Regions from separate parts of the Mus musculus genome. Here region 1 is linked to region 2. The links are chromatin contacts, called in public HiChIP or PLAC-seq maps. All regions are on one chromosome and are shown on one strand. The core of a region is the stretch at or near the end of the contact, and the rest is flanking DNA. Distances in the headings are between cores, read along the strand shown. Region 1 holds the start of Scrn2 (secernin 2). Region 2 holds the start of Samd14 (sterile alpha motif domain containing 14).

Region 1 (6,214 bases), core at 45-2,544, 2.0 Mb after region 2:
GAAGACACCCAGTGCTGACCTCTAGTCTGCACAAAGGCACACCTACATGGTGGTGTGCACTTGCACACATGTATGTATACACACAGATAGTCTCTCAAAGTTGTAAAATATGTACAACAATGACAACAAAACGAGGTGCACAGCTCAAAAGATATGGCATCTAAGGTTGAAAATAAAAAAGGGGAGGCTGGAGAGATGGCTCAACGTTAAGAGCACCAACTGTTCTCCCAGAGGTCCTGAGTTCAAATCCCAGCAACCATATGGTGGCTCACAACCATCTGTAATGAGATCCGATGTCCTCTTCTGCTGTGTCTGAAGACAGCTACAGTGTACTCATATACAATAAATAAATCTTTAATAAAAAAAATAAAAAAGGGACCAGAAGGATGGTTCAGAAGTTCAGAGTGACGATTGATCTTGCAGAAGACCTGAGTTTGGTTCCCACCACCCATGCCAGGCAGCTCACAACCATCTGTGATTTCAGCTTCAAGGGATAGATCACCCTCTTCTGGCTTCTGTGGGCACATGCCTTCCCCTACATGTAATCCCCACACACATATTTACAAAATTTAGAAAAAAAACTTATTTTATGCGTTTTGATGTTTTGCCTGTATGTGTGCCTGCCTGAGCATCACATGTGTGTCTGGAGTCCATGGAGACCAGAGAGAGCATCAGGTTCACTGAAACGAATTACAAACAGCTGTGAGCTGATACTCGAACCCATGTTCTCCTCAACGGCAGCTTTGAAGCACCCAGTTATCTCTCTAGCCTATAAAAATACAAATTTTAAAAATTAGTAAAATAAGTGCCAGGCGGTGGTGGTGCACGCCTTTAATCCCAGCACTTGGGAGGCAGAGGCAGGCGGATCTCTGTGAGTTTGAGGTTAAGCTATTCTACAGAGCAAGTTTCATGACAACCAGAGCTACACAAAGAAACCCTGTCTCTAAAAAACAAAACACAAAAACAGTAATAAAATAAACAATACCGTAATTTATGAAATTCAAGTCAGGAAGCAGGTAGTGAAAGTTTTCCCTTAATCTCTAGAACTCCCAGCAGTGTTGGCTACTTTATGCATTCTTTCTTTTCACTAGGGCTTCTTTTCTCCTTCAGCTCCACCTCCTGTTAATGACTCTTATCTGATAAGGCTGTAGAGAAAGCCCGGGACTCTTAAGCAGGATTTGAAAGGTCTCTCAGCTCTAAGAAGTGGTGCTAGCTAGCGCGCACCCTCGTGGAAGACGGTGACATTGCAGGTGTCCTGTGCCGGTGCCGGCCCCGCCCCCGGGGACAAAGGCCTTCCAGGTCACCTACCAGAGAACCTGGGTCCAGGGGAACAGATCTGACCTGAAGAGGAGGAAGTGGCGCCCGGAACCGAGCCTGGGGGTCTTGGATGCAGAGAGGGTGAGAGACCGAGGCACTGAGGACTTGGAAAGGGGTGGACGGAAGAGGCGCGTGAATGTGGGCATGCGCAGGAGCGTGGGATTCTTGGAGCCAGCTTTAGTGCCTAGAAACTACCCTGTAAGTCAGCCTGGAAGGGCTAGGACTCCAAAACAGACGCTCTTAACTTGCAGAGTTTGCTCTGTCGCCTGACTCCAAGCCAAGTGCATTGTTAGTGCACACCACGCTTTGACAACAGTGCTGTTGTCCCAGAGCGTCAGGCTTCTCAGAGTGCACACGTGGGGAGGAGAGTGCCCTGCACCCCACCGGTGGCCAAGACTGTGGAGAGGTTTGAGGGACATGAACATCTCCACTTCTTCGCAGATGGCGTCGTCGAGCCCCGATGCCCCTTGTTCCTGCGACTGTTTTGTCTCTGTGCCCCCGGCCTCAGCCATCCCAGCTGTAATCTTTGCAAAGAACTCAGACCGGCCCCGAGATGAGGTGCAGGAGGTGGTGTTTATACCAGCAGGCACTCACGTCCCTGGGAGCCGGCTTCAGGTGGGTTAGGACTTAGAAGGAGCTGGAAGGTTGAGACGTTATTCCCAGACCTTCGTTTTCTTGCTCCTGGGACGGGAGCAGATGGAGTGGAACGAGTACGGAGTTCCAGTCCACCAACCTGGACCCTTGAGTGGAGTTAGCTTCTGCTAACTCGGTTTACTTATGTGTGACCTGAGAATAAGACCTTTCTCAGGGCCATTTAAAGTGGCTGACAAAGGGTCCGGGCAGTGTAAGTTCTGGGTCTTTTTTTTTTTTTCACTGAATTCTTCCTCTCTCTTCTTTACCTCCAGTGTACCTATATCGAGGTGGAACAGGTGGGGAAGACACACGCTGTGATTCTGAGCCGCCCCTCTTGGCTGTGGGGAGCTGAGATGGGGGCCAACGAGCTTGGTGTCTGCATTGGAAACGAAGCAGTGTGGACCAAAGAGCCTGTGGGGCAGGGGGAAGCCCTGCTGGGTATGGACCTGCTCAGGTAGAGAGCTGCTCTTCAGTGCCCCACTTCCTCCCACCTAGCCTGAGTCTATTGGGCTTGTCTCTGTTGGCCTTGCCCTTGAGGCCTTTCTAAGGCGGCTGCAGTCTTATATCTTCCTAGTCTGATAAAGGACCTCCCTTGGCCTAGAGTGCTTTAATTTTTTTTTCAGTACTTTTTGTTTTGAGACAGGGTTTCTCTGTGTAGCCTTGGCTGTCCAGGAATTTGCTCTGTAGACCAGGATGGCCTTGAATTCACAGAGATCCTCCTGCCTGTGTGCCACCACACATAGTTCAGTACAACTTTTGTTTGTTTGTTTTTTGGTTTTTCAAGACAGGGTTTCTCTGTGTAGCCCTGGCTGTCCTGGAACTCACTCTGTAGACCAGGCTGGCCTCGAACTCAGAAATCCACCTGCCTCTGTCTCCCAGGTGCTAGGATTAAAGGCATGCACCACCACTGCCCAGTACTACTTTTGTTAATTGAAATATTACATAGTTGCGGTTTATAAAAACTGGTAAATGTGAGGCAGCCCCGCCTGAGGAGAGGTTCAGGCGGTTTTTCCTTGGAGAGAGTGTTCCAGACCTTTCCATGGAATTCACAGTCCTTAGCTTGGCAACTATATGGTTTATTATTGTTTTTTCATGTTTGTTTGTTTTTGTTTTATTTTATGTTTTGAGACAGGGTCTCACTGCATAACCCTGACTGGCTTAGAATTCACTATGTAGACCAGGCTAGCCTCAAACTCACAGAGATCTGCCCGCCTCCCAAGTGCTGGGGTTGAAAGTGTGTACCACTACTCCAGCTGATTTTTCACTTTGCTTTGGTATTTTTGTTTGTTTGTTTTAAGAGATCATGTAGTATGTAGCTGAGTCCAGAGATGAACTTCTGATCTCCCTGCCTCCACTCCGGAGGAATCACAGGCCTGGCCTGCATGATTGTTTAATACCATCATGGCTGCTGGGTTTGCTGTGCTACGTGGGCTTTTCATCAAACCCGTGTGGACCGCTTCTGTACTCTGATTTTCTATCAGGCTGGCTTTGGAACGGAGCAGCACTGCCCAGGAGGCTGTTCACGTGATTGCAGGCTTGCTGGACCGCTATGGGCAGGGAGGCAGCTGCCGGGAGGATCCAGAGCCGTTCTGCTATCACAACACCTTTTTACTGGCTGATCGGACAGAGGCGTGGGTGCTGGAGACAGCTGGGAGCCTGTGGGCTGCTCAGCGGATCCAGGGTAGGAGTCTAGCGTAGAGCCTGCCTCCAAGAGGGAACCTAGACCTCCCCAGGTACTGCCCTCCACTTCTGGAGGCTACCATTTTTGTTCTTCCTGACAGCCTTGGGCAGTGGGAAAGCTGATGGGTCATAAAGGGACAGGGAGGGACACCCTGGGAGACTAGAAATGAACACACTTAGTAACTCTCTCCTTCACCTGACCAAATGTCCTCATGCTTCAGCCTGCCCCTTCCTCTGGGAAGCCTTCTGGATCTCCCTGTGTGGTTAGGAGGTCTTATACAAGCAGCTACCACTTTGCTGTCAAGTCTGTCCCCTATGATTTAGTTCTGATTGCTTTGTCTCCTCATTACCACAGGCCCCTCAAGGGCAGGTTGTACTTGTTTAAACTGTCATCTAAGTATGTCACCCAGGGTCTAGCACATAGTAGGTGCCCCATAACAGATAAACAAGTTCCTCTTCTTATACAGGAGGTGCCCGGAATATTTCCAACCAGCTGAGCATTGGTACAGACATCTCAGCTGAACACCCGGAGCTCCGCAGCCATGCCAAGGCTCAGGGTTGGTGGACTGGGCAGGGCCTCTTTGACTTTGCGGAGGTCTTCTCCCTGACCCAGCAGCCTGTGCGCATGGAGGCTGCCAAGGCCCGCTTCCGGGCAGGGTGTGAGATGCTGCAGCGGCATCAAGGTCTGTGAGTGGTGGGCAGGAGGGCCACAGCACCCCAGCTGGAGTCCCTGTCACACTCACGTTTGCTGAGTCCCTCCACTCCGTCCTGGGCAGGGAACATCACAGCAGAGGTGATGATGGGCATCCTCAGGGACAAGGAGAGCGGCATCTGCATGGACTCCGGAGGCTTCCGCACCACAGCCAGTATGGTATCGGTCCTGCCCCAGGATCCCACAAAGCCCTGTGTCCACTTCCTCACTGCCACCCCAGACCCATCCAGGTGAGGGGTGAAGGGGACACACTGCAGTGTCAGGGACATGGCAGCACCTGTTCCTGGTTACTTCAGTCCTTCAACCTGTGTCTTATTAGGTCGGTATTCAAGCCTTTCATCTTTGAAGTGGGGGTGTCCCAGTCCCCCCAGGTGTTGTCCCCCACTTTTGGAGCCCAGGACCCTGTTCGGATCCTCCCACGATTCCAGACTCGGGTGGACCGTCGGCACTCACTCTATCGTGGACACCAGGCAGCCCTGGGGCTGATGGAGGATGAGCAGGTAACCCCGGGGACTGTGCTGAGGGCAGGTAGGAAATATCTTTTTGGATATTCTGGGACCAGAAAAGGGCTGTAGATCTGAGGAGAGGTGGGACCTTCAGCTAGTCTTGGGAGACCCTGCCTGCAGGGAGAGGGTTCACATTTTTCACCTCTGATTTTCACAACAGGAGCAGGCACAGCAACTCCGGAAAAAGCAGCAGAGGCTGGAGCAGGAAGGCCTAGAGGCTCTCAGAGGGCTGCTTACGGGTGAACAGACCCCACCAGCCCAGGGCCTGGGCAGCCTCTTCCAGGCCTTTGTGGAGAGGGAAGAGCAGGCCTATGCTTAAGCATGCAGGAGCTCTGGGGCCGGCTGCCCTGAGCTGTGGTGGGTGCGGTGGTGGGGTTGAGTCACAGCCATCCCTTCACCCTGCTCATCCAGGTTTGGAGTGACTTAATAAATGTTTTATCTCCTTCTTCAGTGAACTGGATCTCAAGTCTATTGAGAGGAGCTGAGCTGGGGCAAAGGGCAGCTCCCAGCAGGGTGGTTGCTAAACCTGTAGTGCCAAGCCACAAACCCTAATGATGGGTGCTATGGGACCTAGCTGTGCGTGGTGGTGGTGGCGGTGGTGGAGGTGAGGTTTTCATGAAGTCCCCTCACTAGGTAGATGGCTACTATTTGGGGACAATCAGGATCCCAAGATTTAGTCCTTAGCTTGGACTGCATGGTGACATGTCTTTAAAACAATTACTCAGGAGGCAGGATTATCTGTGAGTTCCAGGCTAGCCTGGTCTGCACAATGAGTTCCAGGCCAGCCAGGGCTACACGGTGAGGCACTATCTTTAAAAAAAAAACCACAAAGCTATCTCACTACAAGACAGCAAGGTGCTCCTGCTTCGTGCCCTTGAGGACCAGCGGGACCCAGCCCTTTTGGTCACCCCTAAAAGGTTAAGCTGCTTTGAGGGACTGTGTTTTTGCCTTCTGGGTTTTTTTTTTTGTTTTGTTTTGTTTTTTTTTCTTTTTTGGTTTTTCGAGACAGGGTTTCTCTGTGTAGCCCTGGCCACGCCCGGCTGCCTTCTGGTTTTGATTCCTTGACTTGCCCCCTGTAACATGAAAAGCATTCCAAGCCCAGAGACACTTTATTGGGGCAAAGCCTGAGGAGGTGGCGCGTGCATAGAGGCTGTGCGCTACTTTGTGCTTTTCTTGTTTGTCATTTTTGTCATGCTGGGGGTTGCAGCCTGAGAGGTCTTGGAGGTTGTGGCTGCTAGAGCCCCCTTCCTTGCCTGGACAGAACTTTTCTGGTTCTTGGAAACCTGTTTCTTGGTAGTAGAGGCAGTCTGAGTTGAGGAGGTAGCTTTAGGGGCTGACTCCTTCCCAGGCTGGTCAGTGGCAGTAG
Region 2 (6,597 bases), core at 2,620-5,119:
ACACCTGGGGTCCAGCACCCCTTTCCTAGGAAGGGCAACAGCCCTCAACTTCTCCTTGTGCCTCCCCTCTCCCAGGTGCCAAACAGCCATAGGCGTCCTCCTGGAACTGCCCTGAGGCCACTCTGGGCTTCTGGTTTCCTTGGTCTAGCCCAGGAATGCCAGGAGGGAGGGAGGTCAGCTTAGATGGTGTGCCTGCAGAGCTCTCCCTGGGGAGCTAGGCCCTGCCTAGGGCCACACCTGGAGGCCTTGTATTACCATCGAGGAGACTCTGCCTCCCCTCTTCCCCTCCCCCGCTGTTTTCCAACGTTTTCACTGGAGGGCAAAATTTTACTAATCTTTTTGGAGACCAGGGCTGCTTGCTGTCAGCCTGCTTTCTAAGTGAAATTGACTCAGTTTCCCCACTTTAACCCCAAATTGGGGCTTGGACCAAGGGAGGTGAGACCCCCTCAGGTACCCTCCCCTTTCAGAATCCATCTCTTGCCACTTCCACATTACCACCCTTGCCCTAAGCCTAAATTTCTGTTCCTTTTTTTCTTCTTTTGAAAACGACCCAGTTCTATCCTTTTCGGTTTCTCCGAGTCCCCTGTAAATAGACCATGCCATCAATCAGTATTTCTTGCCCGTCTCTTCCGTCCCTAGACGTGCCCCCGACTCCCCGGAAAGAGCTGGCTGTCACTGTGCCCGGCCCCTGCACTTCACCCAGGCAGATGGAGGGGGTGGAGCCGGGTGGGCGGGTCCTCGATGTACTTCCGGTTTTGACCGGCAGCGCTCCTGCCCCGCCCTTGGAGGACCCCGTCTCTGTATATAATATATATATGTATGTATTGTTCCTGGTTTTGTACGGACCATGCCCTCTGTCAGGTCGTCCCCATAAAAGCAGCCCCCAGAGCCTCGTCGCCTGGTTTCTTGATGCGCTGGAGTGGGGAGGGGAAGAGATGCTAGAAAGTCCTCTCCTTTTACTAATTTTGCACATGATCTAGAGAGGATCTTAATGCTGGTTCGGTTCTCCGACCCCAGCAAACTCACTTGCCACCACTCCCTAGTTTTCTTGAGCTCTCTAGACGATGTCTTTAGGTCTGTTTTTCACGAGGTCTTTAGAGTAGCCAGGGATGGGCTGCACACAGGGAAAGCAACTCCCCTTCCCTGAAAACCGAGCAATCTGCAAGACCCCAGAGGTCTCAAAGTACCAGGAGGACCAAAGATTCCCTAGGAGATAAGTTGTCAGAGCATTGTCCTCACGGTCAAAGAGAATGTTCTTTGGCCCTCCTGAGCTGGCTTGAGAGGCCTCATATAGTCCTAGCTGCCCCCTTAGCTAGCTCTCAGTTCCAGGAATCAGTTTTGGTGAGTCGCAGAAGTGAATTGTAATGAGACTTCTGCAGTACACAACACAGCCATTTCTTGTACAGATCCTTGGGAGGCAAATATGTTCAGTAGCTTGGGGTGGGGTTGGGGGGTGATTCTCATCTTTCCTTCTGTGATAAGCAAAAGGCCCCGTCTCCAGGCTCTTTGGTCACTTTGGTTAGCCCCTGATAATATCAGATATGAGTGAGTTCTCTATATATGAATGCCACTAAGCCCCTGGGGGAGCCACTCCCTAGCAGCTAGTTCCATTGCAGAGCTTGTTCCTGTCAGGCCAAATAATAGCTTCCTGTTAATCTACCCTCAAAACCGGTTCTGCACCTCGGAGGCCATGCAGGACCTGTCCAGCTCTGACACCTACTTTCAGGTCATCAGAAAACTAGCAATGGTGGTGGCCTCTCAGTGTGTCTCCTCTCTTCAGATCATCCTTGGAACATTGGGAGGCTGGGGAATCCAGGTAGATCCAGGGGTGGCTGAATCCCATGAAAGCAGCTTCCCCAAACATGAAGACTCAGGTCACCAGGTCACCATGCCTAGGTGAGAGGTCGCTGCTCAGGAGTCCTCGCCAAGAAACGAAGCAGCTGGCGCCTCCTGGGTGGGGAAACAAATGAGGGTCTGTAGGAGCCATGCCTACCTCATGGAGGGGACCTTTCCTAGATGTTCCAAGGAATGCTTGAATGGTAGCTCGTGTTTAAATATTGAGTATGTTGTATGGCTGACCATCTTGTGTGTGTCTTTTCTGGGAGTTTCTCAGGCCTGAGCTGTGTCTTACCCATGAAATATGTCCATTTGGGGGTCTGTCAAATGGTGTGGGTAGATTGTGGTCATATTAATTCCATCAACCAAAGTAAATACTCCATTACCATCATCTACTGAGGTTAGATTTGCCTTAACCCAGGCATGTGCTGTAGAGGAGGAGTTCAGGTAGGGTTCCCCCCATATCTCAGCACCTTAGGCCTGACTAGGAGAAACATTCCATTCAAGCATTGAAAGACACACACACACACACACACACACACACACACACACCCTATAATGGCCCTAGAGCCACAGTGCTTAACCTGTGGGCTGAGACCCCGCTTCCCAGGGATCATCTAAGACCATCTGAAAACATATTTACATTATGATTCACAACTAGCAAAATTATAGTTATGAAATAGCAACAAAAATATGGTTTATGGTTGCAGCATCAGGAAGATTGAGGACCACTGCCCTAGAGAGTGTCTATCTGCACAGGTGGTCGGTCACCAGAGACATCATCTCCTCCGTGTGAACCTACAGCCTAGCCAGACTTTCTGCAGGTTCTACATCTATCCAGAGGTCCGCAAGCTCTGGGATGCCCTGAGACCCACTGATGCTGTTCCTACTCACAGTTATCAGGAACTCCTGGCTCAACATGCTGCTGCCCACGGGCCCTTGGCAGTGTCCCATTCCCACAAGCCATCAGGAGTACTCTATCTCTCCAGACTCTACTACGCTAAGTCCTGGGCTCTCTCCAAGGTTGCCACCTACTCCTAAACAAGTCATTTCCTTTTTGTGAGTGTGTGGTCTGTGTACCTTAGAGGACAAGAGAAACCCCTAACTTAGAGGTTTATTGGGAGGGTGAAGTTAAAGAATCTGAGAAGTACCTGACATACCCCGAGCCTTGCTCCTCGGTAGCTAGCTGATGATCACACCCACCACCTCTGACCTGCCACCATCTCTGGCTCACCAAGTCCAAGTCTGAGCTCATCCACTCCACGTCCCACCCCTAGCATCAGAATTGCCAGGCCCCCAGCCAAGACCCACAGCCAACCTAGACTCCTCCTTCTCTCTCAGTTCTTTGTCTAGCCGGCTCCAAATCCTGTCTGTGTCTTCAATTCTATAGCCAGAATAGCTCTCAGCCTGATCTTTAATCTTCATGCCCACTGCTGTCATCATTCAACAATCCCTTGAGGCCAGCGCCCAGACTTCCGGTTGCCCTCTACAGTCCGTTCTCCACTGGGGTGCCCAAAGAATCTTTCTAAAATCTATGTTGGAACTCCTTCCTCCTCGGTTAACCTTTTATTGGGGGGCGGGGCAGGAAGTAATAGAATGAAGTATCAACCCTCCCACCTCAATTTTCTCTACTGGTCCATCCACCCTGCAATGCCCAGGAGTAAGTCTCCCATAGCTTGGCCAGCAGGAGTAGCCACACTTCTCTAGGAATCTTCCCTGTGTCCTTCTCCAGTGCCTCGGGTGCACGCCCCCTCCAGAACTTAAAGAGTCTTTCCCGCTCCTGGGCCCACAGTTCTCAGGCTTGGGAAGTCCCATTTGGCTGAATCAAGACTACACCGGACCACGTCTGTTCTGTTCAACGGCGGTCCCCTTCTGCTTCAGCGCCCCAGGCTGGCCGCTCGCCCGGCAAATGCTTGTTGAATAAGAGAATCAGAAGCCCTCACAGACCCTGCAGAGGAGATGGAAAGCCCCGTGCGTCCTAAGGCGGGACCGCCTCCCTGGTCGCTTCCCTGCCATTCGCGCGCAGACTCCCTAGCGCTGAGACTCCCGCGGTCCGAGAAGTAGCGGCAATTGGGATCCCGGGGCCGGCCGCGGGCACCCGCCGCCTCCTCCCCTCGGTCCTAGCTGCTTCCGCCCCGCCCGCCCTCCTCTTCCCTCCTTCCCTACCGTTCTTTGTCTCCCGGGCGCTCGGCCTCCCCATAAGCGTATCGCCCCCCCCGCCCCCCCCGTCGCCTTATCCCGGGCGACCCCCCACGGACCTAGCCACTGCGACGCTACACAAATCGGCCGGTGGCGCGAGGGTTCGCGACCCCCGGGGTTTGGCGGGGGCGGGGCGGGAGGTGGCGTTCAGGTTCTCTCTCTCTCTCTCTCTCTCTCTCTCTCTCTCTCTCTCTCACACACACACACACACACACACACACACACATACACGTACACGCACGCACACACGGAGCATCCTCCCGTCAGGTTTCCCCGTCCAGCCCCGCCCGCGCCTCCTGCTTCCCGCAGACCTTCTCCCTGCATCCCTACACACCTCGCCTCTCCATTCTTTCCGGGACTCTCCCCGCCGATCCCCCACAACACCCTGGAATGGAGCGACTCCAGCCAGCCCGGAGCCCCCCGCGACCGGGGTGAAAGTCCTTCGCCCCTCTCCTGCCCGGCAGTCGCCCCGAACACCATGGGCCTGAGGGGTTCCCGGGGCGCCGGACGCTGAAAATGACGGATGCTGGAGGTGAGGGGCCGGGTCCCCTAGGGTGGAAGGGGAAGCGTGGCTAGCGACTACTGGACTCAAGGTGGGACCCTCAGTAGGGCTAAATGGATTTAAGCCACAAGGGCCTTTCTTTCTCTATCCCTAGGGAGACCTCACTGGAGGGGGGAGCTGGGCTGTCGGGAGGGAGCAGAAATAGGGTTTGTGTCCCTAATCCCATTTCTCCCGCCTGAGGAAATTAATAAGAGAGAGAGGAGAGAAAGGGAGAGAGAGAGAGAGAGAGAGAGACAGAGAGAGAGAGAGAGAGAGAGAGAAGAGAAGAGAAGAGAAGAGAAGAGAAGAGAAGAGAAGAGAAGAGAAGAGAAGAGAAGAGAAGAGAAGAGAAGAGAAGAGAAGAGAAGAGAAGAGAAGAGGAGAGGAAAGAATGAAGAGAAAAAGAAATAAGAAAAACTGGTGTGGGGGCAGGGGGAGAGGCCTTAACTCCTTCCTATCTGGCAGTTAGACCTATGGGTTGAAGAAACTGTTCTATCCTCTGAGATTGGGGAGAGGGGATTCTATGATAGGTGTAGGTGCACTGTCCATTAACCCCATTTTCTAGGACGCTTGGAAGAGCTGTCAAACTCCTGCGGACAGCTCCAAGCCTGGGGCTGGCTGAAGACTGGGGGCCTGGGAGGGGCTCGGCTCCTTAGCTGCTCTACAACTGCCTCCCCCATCTCCAGCCTGCATGTCAACCACTTCTGGGACTTGTCGGCTCTGTGTGTGTGTGTGTGTGTGTGTGTGTGTGTGTGTGTGTGTGTCTGTGTGTCTGTGTGTGTGTGTGTGTGTGTCTGTGTGTCTGTGTGTCTGTGTGTGTGTGTCTCTTTTCTGACTCCATCTCTCTGTCTCTCTGTCTCTCTGTCTCTCTCCCTCCCCTACTCAGGATCCTTCTCCCTTCTTGCTTGTGGGGCAGGCATTCTGTTCTATTCTCTCACCCCATGATGGGGTGTCAGGGCTACCCAGCTGCTTTCCCTGAGCCTCCTGGGTCTGTTCTTTCTTGATCTTTCTTCCCAGCTCCCAGTGGACACTGCCAGTCTCTCCCTCTGCATCTGCTAGTTCCTCCTTCTGTTCCACCCGCAGGTTGTAGACCTTTTGTTTGGCTTTCTCCTTCCCTTGGGCTCCAGGTAGCTTGGAACTCACCTGCCTTTCCTTTTTCCAGAGAAAGGTCAGAGGTCCCTAATGGTCCTCCAGGAACTGGAAGCTGTTGGGGAAGGGAGTGGTCTGTTGACCAGGGAGCCCAGAGGTTGTCCAAGGGGACAGGTTCATTTGCATCCTTGTGTAGTTAACACTCCTGAGTAAGAGTGTGAGCCAAAGAGGGAAGAGAGGTGAGGTGGGGATTTAATTTTCCTAGGGTGTGTTTTAGGGAGGAGAGAGTTCAGTGACAGGGGCAGGTGACCCGAATACTATGCATCCATGGAGTTTTACATGGGACAGAGCGGGAAGGCTCCCTGACAGTTATGGGAGCTGGCTGTTAAAGATAGAGATGAAGAAAGCAGTTTGTGCTGAATCAGGATGGGCTGAAAGGCTGAGCTGGAGGCCCCAGTCTACCCAAGGGGGCCTAAAATAGGCCTTAGTGCACAGGCTCTCATCACTGGATTGGGACCATCAGGAAAGAACGCAGGCTGGCCTGCTCTGTTTAAGAGAGGAGGTGTCACCACTGTCTGTAGAGAGCAGCCACTCTGATAGGAGAAGCAGCTACTATCCTGAGTCTCCAGTCTGAAGGGAGGGCACATGGCTCATCTGTCAGGGAGAGATAAAACCCACATAGGAAACCAGTAAAGAAACGACAAGGTCTTCATTTCTCAGAATTGGAGTAGCTTTAGACAAATAGGGGCGGCATCCTAGGACAGGGATCTGGAGAAGGGACAGCTGGATCCTAATCAGAGAAAGTTTTGCAATCCAATGATGAGACACTGTTTATGTTGAGGACCGACCTACCTTAATCTGGCCTCTCAGGCCTGGAGAGAATATTCTAGATATTCAGGGGGCTGTTAGTCCCCAGAGTTCAAAAACAGCAA

Evidence for each region. HiChIP or PLAC-seq counts read pairs in DNA pulled down with a chosen protein or histone mark.
Region 1: an H3K4me3 HiChIP or PLAC-seq map of embryonic forebrain shows a contact between it and region 2, with 2.8 times the contacts expected there. The contact joins the promoter of Scrn2 here to the promoter of Samd14 in region 2.

The regions. Positions count from the first base shown.
Region 1 is chr11:97,028,658-97,034,871 of GRCm38.p6, forward strand. Scrn2 (secernin 2) reads left to right here and starts at 1,295. Exons shown (of 8, transcript NM_146027.2): 1 at 1,295-1,398; 2 at 1,759-1,932; 3 at 2,223-2,404; 4 at 3,432-3,631; 5 at 4,098-4,313; 6 at 4,407-4,572; 7 at 4,662-4,842; 8 at 5,009-5,303. The coding sequence starts at 1,759. The coding sequence ends at 5,167. It overlaps Lrrc46 (leucine rich repeat containing 46), which reads right to left. Exons shown (of 8, transcript NM_027026.2): 8 at 5,945-6,214. The coding sequence ends at 6,006.
Region 2 is chr11:95,006,010-95,012,606 of GRCm38.p6, forward strand. Samd14 (sterile alpha motif domain containing 14) reads left to right here and starts at 3,870. Exons shown (of 10, transcript NM_146025.2): 1 at 3,870-4,567. It overlaps Gm51875 (a long non-coding RNA gene), which reads right to left and starts at 3,325. Exons shown (of 2, transcript XR_003949594.1): 1 at 3,155-3,325; 2 at 570-1,950. It overlaps Ppp1r9b (protein phosphatase 1, regulatory subunit 9B), which reads left to right. Exons shown (of 10, transcript NM_172261.3): 10 at 1-889.